Regions from separate parts of the Sus scrofa genome. Here region 1 is linked to region 2. A link is a contact called in public Hi-C data. All regions are on one chromosome and are shown on one strand. The core of a region is the stretch at or near the end of the contact, and the rest is flanking DNA. Distances in the headings are between cores, read along the strand shown. Region 1 has its middle 11 kb from the start of TSEN2. Region 2 overlaps SYN2 (synapsin-2).

Region 1 (5,505 bases), core at 2,590-5,089, 260 kb after region 2:
TTTCCACTTTCTTGGTGGTACTCCGCCCAGGTCCACGTGTGAAATGCCTGGAATGCTTTTTTAAATATTCTACGTGGTCGGGCCCATCCCAGACCAGTTAAATCCATCTTCATGTTCGGGAGTGGACAGGATGGAAGACCTGGCCTCTAGGAAATTCCCTGTGTTCCACCAGGATCTGAGCCTGACCTAGAAGGAGGGAAGAACTGAATTCTTGCTGAGGGAGGGGGGATGGAGCTTAGCTGATTCTTCTCCCCCTCACCTTCCCTTCTCCCTCCCTCCTCCAGCCCACCAGAAACTGGCCTCCAGCCTCCCTCTTGGTCTCGGACCATTTGGCATGTGGGATAAGATGTCTGTGTGGCCCTCCCCCGACAGGTGTCTCATAAGTGGGGCACATCCTGGGTGCTCAGGAAGCATTTGGTGAACAGGTTCACACAGAGGCTCCTCTAGCCCTTCCTCCTGAGGTGGGACTGCAGGACTTTCTGCTGCAGGAGTCTGCAGACCCAGCCCAGCCCAGCAGGTAGCACTACGCTCCCATCAGCAGCACATGGGGGTGCCCCACGCATCACCGCTTTCCCAGCAATATGTATTAACTTAAAGAAAGGAATCCTTTCTCATTTAATAGGCAGAAAACAATCTCGGTTTTGGTTTGAATTTACATTTCTTTGAATACTGGTGAGGGTGAGCATTTTTTTCATGTGCTTCTTAGTCATTTGTATTGCTTCTTCTCTGAATTGTCTGTTCCCAATTTACTAATTTACAGCGAGAAACACAACTGCCAAAGGGACCGGATACACGTGTCCTTCAGCCAACACCCCAGCTCCCTGTAGGCACACCGCACGGGAGGCCAAATCCTAATCAGAACGAGGCTTGGTGAGTACAGAATGAGAAAGGGGAGGGGTTGGTTATGATTCCGGGGTTCCAGGCGTCAGAGCAAGCTAGACCTACCGCCGGGTCTTCTGAATCCTTGGCAGGAGGCACCCTCCTCCTTTCTCTGTCCTCTGCCTCCCAGCTGCCCAGCCCCGTTCGCATGGACACAGTCTTTAGAAACATCACTACCTTCATTTTGGGCTCCCTCTGGCCTGGAGCCCTCCTCGGTTGATGCTTGAGCTCTCAAAGAGGCCTTCCCTCTTAAGTCCTTTACCTCCTGGTGCCACCTTGGCATTCCTCAGGGACTGACAGAGTGTAGCTGATAACTTTTAGGGCATCTGCCTCCCTGGTTGTCTTGGAACCGCCCCCCTCCCATAAGTGAAAACAGCTTCAGCATGTGAGACTCCGTCCTCGGTGCTGTATTTGTGCATTTTTCAGGCTTTGGGCTCTCCCCCCCACACGATGAAGGTCTATGGCTTGAGATGACCTTGAGTGTCCAACGGAGCTCCCCAAAGAATAAGAACTCCAGGAACCAGTCAGAGGGGCTCCAGGTGAGTGTGTGGTCTGGGAAGGGTGCCTGGAGTAGGAAGGACAGGAAAGATTTCCTTCGAGGACAAGGGCAGAAAGAGAAAGAGGATCTTAGATGGGCAAGGCCTGGGGATCTGGCAGCCAGCAGGCTTCTTCCTGGTGCTTCTCGGCCCTCTTCATCCTCCTGTTCCCTGGGCCTCCAGAGTGACCTTCCAAAACCAAATCCTTTAACCTTTCCTGCATCCCCACTCTCCGTGGGATAGAATCCAAATTCCCAATGCTTAGCATTCAAGGCTTTTCACAGCCTAGCCTCCACTTTCCTTTCTGGATGTGCTTCTCTTTCCCCAGCAGACTGCCAGGTGGTTCCTGAGCATGCTGTGCATGGTGAGACCTCCAGGCCTTTGCTCGGGCAGGGCCTTCTGCCCAGGCTGCCCTTCCTGACATGGCCAGTTCATCCTCATCCTTGAAGATACAGCTGAAATGTCCAATCCTCCCTGAGCTCCCTCCTCCCTTGCAACCCTTAGTTGGAGCATTTAGCACATTTGCCAGAGTCACTTTTTCCAAACATCCTCTCCTGCTGGACCCTGAGCGCCTTGACATCAGATACTGTGTCCCATTCATCTGAGGGTCTTAACCTGCAGCTCGGTGCTACACGGAGCAGGGGTTGAATGAACAAGACGATGGCTATGGTGGCTGGGCTTGTGGGGGGGCACCGAGCTGAGAGGACAGGGAGAGCTGGACCTAGCTCTGGCACTCTGGAGCCTTGGGCAAATTCCTTATTTTCTCAAGACCCCAGTTCCCTTCTCCACAGAAGGAAAGTTCTGGGGCTCAACTCTCTGTGATAACGTTTATTAAGACTTAATTGGGGGAGTTCCCTGGTGGCCTAGTTGTTAAGGACTCTGCCTTGTTACTACTATGGCTCAGGTTACTGCTGTGGCTTAGGTTCACTCCCCAGTCTGGTAACTTCCACACACAGCGGACACAGCTGAAAAAAAAAAAAAAACCTTATTCTGCAGAAGGCACTATTCTAGAAATAAACTATAATAGTTATAGTTTATTATAAACTATAACTATAACTTATAGTTTTCATAATAAACTATAAACTGCAGTTTTAATAAACTACAATTTATTATTATAGTACTACTAATAATTACATAATGCGTATAATAGTAATAACAGTGTACATAAATATTTCTGGAAGAATGAAAATATAAAAACAAAGTCCTCTAAGTTACTTGCAATCTAATTCTGGAACCAAGGAAGGTGGGACCAAGACTTAGACATAGAGAGTTTTTGTTTTTTGGGGGGTTTTTTGGTTTTGTTTTCGTCTTTTTAGGGCCACACCTGTGACATATGGAAATTCCCAGGCTAGGGATCAAATCGGAGCTAAAGCTGCCAGTCTACACCACAGCCACAGCAACCTGGTTTCCGGATCCAAGCTCCATCTGTGACTTACACCACAGCCTGAGGCAACCCTGGATCCCTAACCCACTGAGCTTGGCCACAGATGGCACCCACGTCCTCACAGATATTAGTTGGGTTCTTAACCTTCTGAGCCACAGTGAGAACTCCCACAGGGAAGAGTTTTACCTTGAGGGGAGCCATGTATTTCATTGCAAGACACATCTTGCAGAGCTCCCGTTGTGGCACAGTGGTTAACAAATCTGACTAGGAACCGCGAGGTTGAGGGTTCGATCCCTGGCTTGCTCAATGGGTTAAGGATCTGGAGTTGCCATGAGCTGTGATGTAGGTTGAAGACACGACTCGGATCCCACATTGCTGTGGCTCTGGTGTAGGCCAGCAGCTACAGCTCCAATTAGACCCCTAGCCTGGGAACCTCCATATGCCGTGGGAGTGGCCCTAGAAATGGCAAAAAGACAAAAAATAAAATTAAAAAAAAAAAAGAAACATTTTACTGCTCCTGGCCCCCAAGAGGCAGCGTGTGGTGAAGCAAAATCAGTGTGGGTATGAGAGTCAGGCAGAGCCCAGCTCTGCAGCCCTCCAGCTGTGTGACCTTCAGCAAGTCGCTTTACCTCTCTGAGCCTTAAAGGTTGGAGATGGTCAAGCTATCTCAGAGAGTTGCTGTGAGGACTCATTGGATGTAGGGCTCCGTGAATACTAGGAACAACTCCTTTTCTTTTCATCCCAAAGACTATCAGCTATAAGGACAGGGAGCTGGGACAAGGGACTTCCTCCTTCCAAGCCTCAGTTTCCTCATCTGAGGGCTGCCAGGAGCTCTGGCTTGAGGGGAGGAGAGACTGGGGTGCCGGGAACTGTGCTGGGATGTTCGGTGAATGTTAGTTTCCCTCCCGGCCTGGCAGGGGGCATAAAGCCCAGCTCCATCTTCTTGGGCAGAAAGAAGGCTTGGAACAAGAGACTCAGAGCTCTGGAGACAGCTGAAAAGGAAACAGTCAAGAATAGGAGTCAGAGGGAGGCTCTGGAGCACGTGACCGTTTGCCTTCTCCCACCAGAAAGGGCTCTTAAACAAACAGCAAGTTTCCTCCATTAATAAGGCCTGTGGAATGCAGCTGAGATTTTTTTTTTCCTCCTCCTTTTTTGCTGATCAAGTTCCCCCAAAACCCCCTTAAGAATTTTAATAAGAAATGCAAAAATCAACACAAGTCCAGCAAACCCTTTCCTGTTATTAAATAAAGGGAAAGTAAATATTGCAAATTGGACATATTTCATAAGAGGATGTTTTGTTTGGGGGAAAAAAATGAGAAAGAAAAGAAAAAGCTATTTTCTTTCTGGCAGCAAATACATGTCTTTGCTGAATTTTGGTTTCAAATTTGATGACTGGAGCATTATTCCTGGTTTGCCTGGAATTCAGTCCTTTTGACAACAGAGGCAGAGGGACCCAGGAGAGCAGGAAAGCCAGGTTTGAGCCATGTTGGTCCTCTTCTCCCCTCCCTCCTGTTAGCAAACCAAAGAGTTCTTCAACCACCCAGGAAATTACAGTCCTGAGCTCAGAGGTGGGACCTGCAAGGGGTCACACACAAGCCAAAAGCAACATGGAACAAAGAAGATTTTTATGAGAAAGAGAGGGAAAAAAAACCACCAATGTTCTCTTTACCTCCATTTCAGGATAAGATATGAGACCATAGAATATTTTGTATCAATATAGCACAGAGGCCCTATAGTCAGGCGGACCTGAGGTTAAATCCTACCCCTGTCCCTTCTTAGCTGGGTTACCTTGGATAAATTACTTAACTTCTCTGACTCAGTTTCCTCATATTCAAAACAGGGAGAATACAAGTATGCACTAGTAGAGCTGTTAGGAGGAAAAAATGAGGAGGAAAATGAGCCAGTACAAGGAGAATGATGGGCTCTACCTGTGTCTCTTATTGTTTTATGTAATATGACAAGTGTAAAGGATGAGGAAAAAGAGGAGAAGTGCGAAGACTTTATTTCTTATTATTTCTTTGTGGTGAGTGATGATCTGCAAAGATCGTCAGCACTTATGACTTCACGTGCTGGTCACCTCAGCCTGAGAGTTGGGCAAAGTGAGAACCGCCTTAGTTTCTGGTTACAGCATCTGCTGCAGGAAAGTGGGCGTGACCCCTCAAGGCCACACATTAAATGGTCCATGTGACCATGAGTTCAGAGAAAATGACCAAACGAAAGGGAGGAAGGGAGAGTAGTCACTTCCTGCCGCCGTGATCCCACACGGGGGTCATTTCGTCCTCGGGGTCCCTGCACTGCCCCCATCTCCCAGACCTCTCTGTCCTCCTTGTGGGGTTCCCTCAGCTTCACATGCTACCTCCTGTTCCCTGGCAGGGACAACAGTCATAGGGTGCTGGGACTCCATGGGATGCTGGAAATGCTGGTGAATTTGGCTCCACCAGCCACATTCCCATAACAATAGAGCCAGGCCTGTGCATTTCCAGGCCAAACCTGTCTGCCACTTCCTCTGATCACCTCCTTCCAGGTTCCTCTCCACCCCTCCCTGAGGACTGGCAACCATCATCTTCAAAGTGTTGACCCTAAACAGGAAAATTATTTTGTTTTTCTATCTTTGTATTTGTTTGCTTCAAGTGTCTTTTTGTGCAAAATGAAACTAGAGAAATACAGCAAATAATTTAACAATCACCTATATTCCCACCCTATATT
Region 2 (5,666 bases), core at 823-3,322:
ACTGGCTACCACCCCTCCCTTCTTTAATTTTCTGCACAGCACTTGCTATCAGTTAAGGTAATTTTCATCTGTGTGTTTCTTTGTCTCTTCCACTCGAATGAAAGCACCTCAAGAGTGGAGATTGTTCACTGCTGCATCTCTCAGTAGCCAGTACCTGGCAGCTGCTGGATGTGCTAAGGGTGCACCAAGGAGGGGTGGGGGCATGGTCTGCTCAGGTAGAAAAGTCCATCAACAATAAAAAACTGTCTGCTTTTTATTATCACTACGTGATAGCAATTTTATGTAAATGACAATGATACGCCACTCCTACCTACCCCTCCCTCCATCTGCCATTGCAACACATATTTGTTAGAGGAGTTCCCAATTGGAGTAAGTGTCTTTAACAGCTCTAGCAGCATATTGGGCTTGGTGTCCTATGAAGGATTCTGGTAGAGTGCAAATGGAAGAGATGTAAACAAAGCACGTCACCTGGGTCCCAGCCAGGACTTGGCACAGCGAACTGAACCCTTCAGTGCTGACTAACGCACGTTCCACTCCTCACACTCAGGCCCCTCTTGCTGGCCTCTTTCTTCTGTGGCTCTGGCAGCTCAGGCTGCAAGAGATTCTGTCCTGAGTCACAAGTTTAGATGCTGCTTCTTACCCAGTATTCTAGGTCAAGACCGAGACAGACTTATGGCAAACCATTTGTCTCTCTTTCTTTCTCCCTCTCTATCCTTGCCTGCAGCTCCCTCGTTAGAGCTTTCATTTCTTGGACTCTCAAAGCACGACGAAAAGAGGCTTGGGGGCTGGGGGGAACAGAGAGCCTCCCTTACCTTGTTGTCGGCCAGCCTCCTAGCCCAGAGTAGATTAATTATAGAAAGCTGAGAGGAAAATCATGGAGGTGGGCCCAGGCCAGCTGCTGGACCCAGTTCAAAGGAATAGGGGCAGGGATGTAAGAGGCCCTATCACTGAAAGCAGGCAGATGAGTGGCAGAGCCTTATCTGGCTGATGACAACTTGACCCCAGCCTGGCTAGACTCCCTGCTTTGGGGCTGCCCTGAGAATTGGCCAGGGCAAGTGACCCCCCCCCACCCCACCCCACTCCATGGGCTCTGGAATGTTTTAGGGAGACTGTTCTCGAGGTGGCAGTGACACCTGGTGGCCAGTGACAACCGAAACCTCCAGGCTGTGTACCCGCAGAACCTAGGTTCCCTGTAGGCCTGCCCTGCCATTCCCCTCACACTCACTAACCCCGGGGTCTGTCATCTGGCTCTGAGCTGGGCCTTATATCTTGGGCTCTGGAGAAGTGTGTGCTGCTCCTGAGACTCCCAGGAACCAGGGAGAGAACTACAGGTGGACAGAGCTTTCAGGTCATGAAAAAGGTGGCAGCATGGGGTTCTTCTTCTTATGGCTAGTCTGTTGTCATTTCCCACATCACGGCTCTTTTTTATTTTCTTGTAAAATCTTCCAGAGCTGAAGGGCTAAGTTGCTAATGAAGGGTTTGCAGACACCCATGAGCTTTCTATTTGGGTTAGATCCTTGAGGACTGATTCTAAGATTCAACCTTTGGAAATATTCATGGACAAAATGTGCCCAGAAGGAAGATGAGGCTCATTCCCCACCTTGAGCTGATCAGAGCACACCTCCAATGTTGCTTCTGATCTGAGGGTCACAGCATAACAAGGATGAAGTTTAACTGGCAGGTGCTCAGAGGACAGAGGCCTGGAGGTCAGGGCATTTGGCAGATGTGTTCTAAATGCTAAAGTGGCTGCTGTGGAGTAGCAGTCGTCTCAAGGAGCCCATAACTTAATATGGTCAGCTCTCTGACAGCTGTCGTGGGACAGAACTGGTGCTAAAGGCAAAGCTGCTGGAAGACGTGAGTAAAGTCTCTGAGAGGAAATGGCTGCTTGGGGAAGCGGTACTGCTGATGGCCCAGCCACTTGTCAGGCACATTGTGAAAGGCTGGGCTGGGGGCTAGAGCTGTTGGAACAGGCAACTTTTAAAAATCTCCTTTCCGGATCTGAGATGCTCTGATCCAGGCCGTGTGCTAGCCATGGACCCAGGAAAGGCAGCCATGAGGCTCTGAATTCAAGGACTGAGGCCTCATAACCTCTGGCCTCTGGTAGAGCATTATGCAAGTCCTTTTTCACTGGCTCTCTGGTTTAAAGAGCTACTCAAAAATATTCCCAGCCAGGTCTTTCCAGCTACAAAGGGCTCAGAAAGATGAAGTCTCGTGAGTGTAAGAAGACCAAGATTGAGAAGGGGTTTCTCTGGAGTTTAAAGGGCCATGTAGGTAGGGAGGAAACACAGCTCAGACCCCACACACAGGACTAAGAGAGCTCTACTCAGCTTAGAAGTCAGTTTCAGACAAGAAAGGCCTTCCTGCTTCCCACAGCAGGACTGCTTTAGGGAATTTGTTCCCCAGTGAGTATAAGCTGGAGATGTGAGATTTGAGGCAGGTTCAGATAAAGTCACTAGTGACCAGATCCCTTAAAAGACTATTAAGGGAAACTGACTATTTTGGGGCTGTCCTAAGTTTTAAGGGACATCTTTAATCACTTGTAGCTGACATTCTAACCTCGGGTGACCTGGCCCTCAGGGCCCCCATAGGTCTCATGGACTGCCCCCACGGGACCTTCCTGGTGTCTTTAGGAAACCACTGATTGTGGGAGGAAATGAGTGCTGCCGTTGGAGGAGGGGCTCATCCTTGGGCACCTTTTATAACCTTTCAGAAGAAGGAAGATGGGCACTGGTGCCTGCAGGAGTGATCCCAGAAAGGTCCCAAGGTGCCTGCAAACATGCTGTCCCCTTTGCTCTGACTGAACCTACAGCCTCCCGACCACATTCCTTCCCGCTGCCTCATTCCCCCTGGGGTCCTGAACCGGGGGAGCAGGGCCTGGGGAGCTGATCAGAATAGCTCTGTGGCGTGTCCGGCAAGTAGCCTGGCCTGGCCTCTTTCCTGGGGCCAGACCCTGAGACCCTTTCCCAATTTCCTGTCTCAGATATGCTGAGCAAGCACTGGCTTTCCTCTGTGGTGGGGGCAGCTGGACTCAGGCCAGCAGCTCTCAGGAGTTGAGTCACTGGATGTCTTTCCTTCCTCAACTTTCCATCCTGCTGGGACCTCAGAGAGGAGCTCCTCTCTCCCATCCTGTCTGCTGAAAGCCATGGGATGGCATATTAAAGGTGCCTTTGGGAGAAACCCACAAACCTTCATCCATGGGCTTGGTTTCTCTCCCAGACCAGTGATTTCCTTTCTAATCAGCTCAAGAGCTAACATTCACTGTTTTTGAAATGACTTTTCTGCATCTTCAGGGACCTTGCTGGAACAAGTCAGTGATATACAGAGGGCATGGCATAGCCTAACCCAGAATCCACACCCTCCCCTTCCCACCCTGAACTGCTGTGCACCAGGCAACAGAAACCACTCCACAATATCTTCTCCATTGATGCACAAAATCCTAACATTAAAGCTTAATTCCTTTGGATTGGTATTTATTATTATTTAAATAAAAGTAATGATGCCTGGTTTACAAAGCACAGTGATTATTTGAGCCTCACAACCTGAGATGGTTTGAGCTGGTGTTTCTATCTCTGTTTTACATATCATCAAAGAGAATGCAAATAATTTGTCCAGGGTCCCACAGCTTCTAGGAGAGCTAGATCTTTTGGTCCCCAGTTCCAGGAATGCTCTACAGTACCCTGCACTGTGCCCTTTTGATGCTTCATCAGAGTGTAAGGATGGTAAGAATGGAGAGAGCCAGCCCTTGTGACCCTGTGTGGAGGAAACACTCCCTCTCCCCCTCCTTTAAGCCCATCCTGAACCTCCCAACCTGGAGGCATGGGTAGCTTCACTAACTCTCTCCTGCTCTCCCTTCCCTGGCTTCCCTGGTCACTAACGCCCATGGTCTCAGAATGCGGGACCCAAGTCCGGTCTGCTTGGATGGGGAGCAGCAGTACACTCTCCTTGCAAGCGCCTTAAAGCCTGCACCTGCAGGATACCTCTGCTCGGGCCTGATACCCCTGGATTCTTGGTGGGCTCAAGACTCCAGCTAAGGGAATCTTGTCTCCTACCTCAGTCACATATAGGACCAAAAAGAGCATGAAGGACTTAATGGAAGCCCAGAGCCAGAAGAGCCTTAGAAGTCACCTGCCTTCAACTGCATGAGCCCCTGCATGGCATCAACTGCATGTCCAGGCCCTGCTTAAACACTAATGCCAGGAGGTTCACTATTACCCATGCCAGCCCTTGACCTTGATCAAATTTACATTTGACTAATGATCTTCTACTCAGTCCTGGGGACTTCCACAGTTACCTCATTTAATTCTTAGATAGCCCTTTTTGAGAAACTGAGACTCAGAGATTAAGTTAGTTGCCCAAAGTCACATGAGGAAAGATGTCATTTCATATTTCTCACCATCCTATCTGCTCCATGTACCTATTTTATTCCACTGGTGTCCACCTTAAAAGAAGTGCCTGAGGAGTTCCCGTCATGGCACAGCAGAAACAAAGCTGACTAGGGTCCATGAGGACACAGGCTTGATCCCTGGCCTCGCTCAGTGGGTTGAGGATCCAATGTTGCTGCAGATCTGGCATTGCTATGGCTGTGGTGTAGGCCGGCAGCTACAGCTCTGATTTGACTCCTAGCCTGGGAACCTCCATATGCCAAGGGTGTGGCCCTAAAAGAAAAAAAAAAAAAGTGCCCAGAACCGGTGTTCTGTCTCATTGCTGTCTCATGAGGCTTATCAGCCAAAGAGCAATGGACCTGTGACCTCCCCCTATTGGGACACTGATGCACCACCAGCTGCATCACATTTTTGGCGGCAGCATTACAAACTAACACTGAGCTTGTCTTTCCCGAAGCCCAGGATTGTTTGCGGGTTTTTCCTTATGCTTTTGTAAGCCCATTCATTCCTCTTTTTTGTGTGCAGCTGGGCACAAGCATTGGACCTCACATTCTTACCTGTTTGAGTCAACCCAGCTTCCTGAGGGAAATGCTGCAGCTCAGTCTGGCCCTGAGTTCCTGCTGTGGGCTGGCTACAGGCCAGACTTTGGCAGTGACGCCAGAGTGGCCAGACTTCTGTGGAATTCAGCATCCCAGGCGGCTCTTGGTGACTGGAGACAGATTCCATGGTAGCCAAACCCCACAGGGAATAGGCCCTCAGCCCCAGCAGACGGAAGGCTTGTAGGCGGGACCAGAGAGTCTCAGCCTGGCAAGGGACAGTCCTGGGGGACTCTCCTCCCGCCTCCCATAACCCCTGGGAGATCTTCCGTCCACAACTTCAGTGAAGAGTGGAGCCGGGGACAGGAGAAGCTCCCTAGGCGCCAGACAAGGGTGGCCAAGGCGCATTCCCAGGCTCCAGCCTGGAGGACAGCTTCTGGAAGCTCGTTCCTTAAAGCTTTGGAAGGGAGCTCTGGGACGTAGTTCATCCTTGGGTGTCTCATTTATTTATTTCCGAGGCTAAGGGAAGCCAGGGCGAGGCTTCATGGTATGGTTACCCCTCTCAGCTCATGCTGTGAGTTTTACCATCAGAACTTAATCTGTGGGATTTTTGGAGTTTTTCCTGGAATCATAAGCTTTCAAAGTTGGAAGAAACCATATGTTCATCTAATCTGTCTCATATTTAATAAAGGTATAGTCTCTACAGTGTCTTTATCAGGTAATTCTCTGGCCTCTGCCTGAACACACC

What was found. Hi-C and Micro-C count contacts between places; a contact is called where the count stands out from the background.
Region 1: a contact with region 2 is called in a Hi-C map of mesenteric adipose tissue, with 2.0 times the contacts expected there. The contact joins two enhancer-like sites. A contact is called at or near these places in 3 of 47 Hi-C or Micro-C datasets (heart right ventricle, mesenchymal stem cells and mesenteric adipose tissue) and 2 of 2 datasets of contacts at active chromatin or transcription factors (alveolar macrophages and skeletal muscle).

Annotation. Positions count from the first base shown.
Region 1 is chr13:68,466,517-68,472,021 of Sscrofa11.1, forward strand. No RefSeq gene overlaps it. Among named protein-coding and RNA genes, the nearest start is that of TSEN2, 11 kb to the right of the region's middle. Within about 2 kb of position 3,840, at least 17 of the 83 cell types and tissues checked have an H3K27ac peak or open chromatin away from gene starts, as enhancers often do. A contact at or near this core is called in mesenteric adipose tissue, where this site is marked.
Region 2 is chr13:68,203,754-68,209,419 of Sscrofa11.1, forward strand. All of the region lies in intron 11 of SYN2 (synapsin-2), which reads left to right. Among named protein-coding and RNA genes, the nearest start is that of TIMP4, 15 kb to the left of the region's middle. Within about 2 kb of position 2,073, at least 37 of the 83 cell types and tissues checked have an H3K27ac peak or open chromatin away from gene starts, as enhancers often do. A contact at or near this core is called in mesenteric adipose tissue, where this site is marked.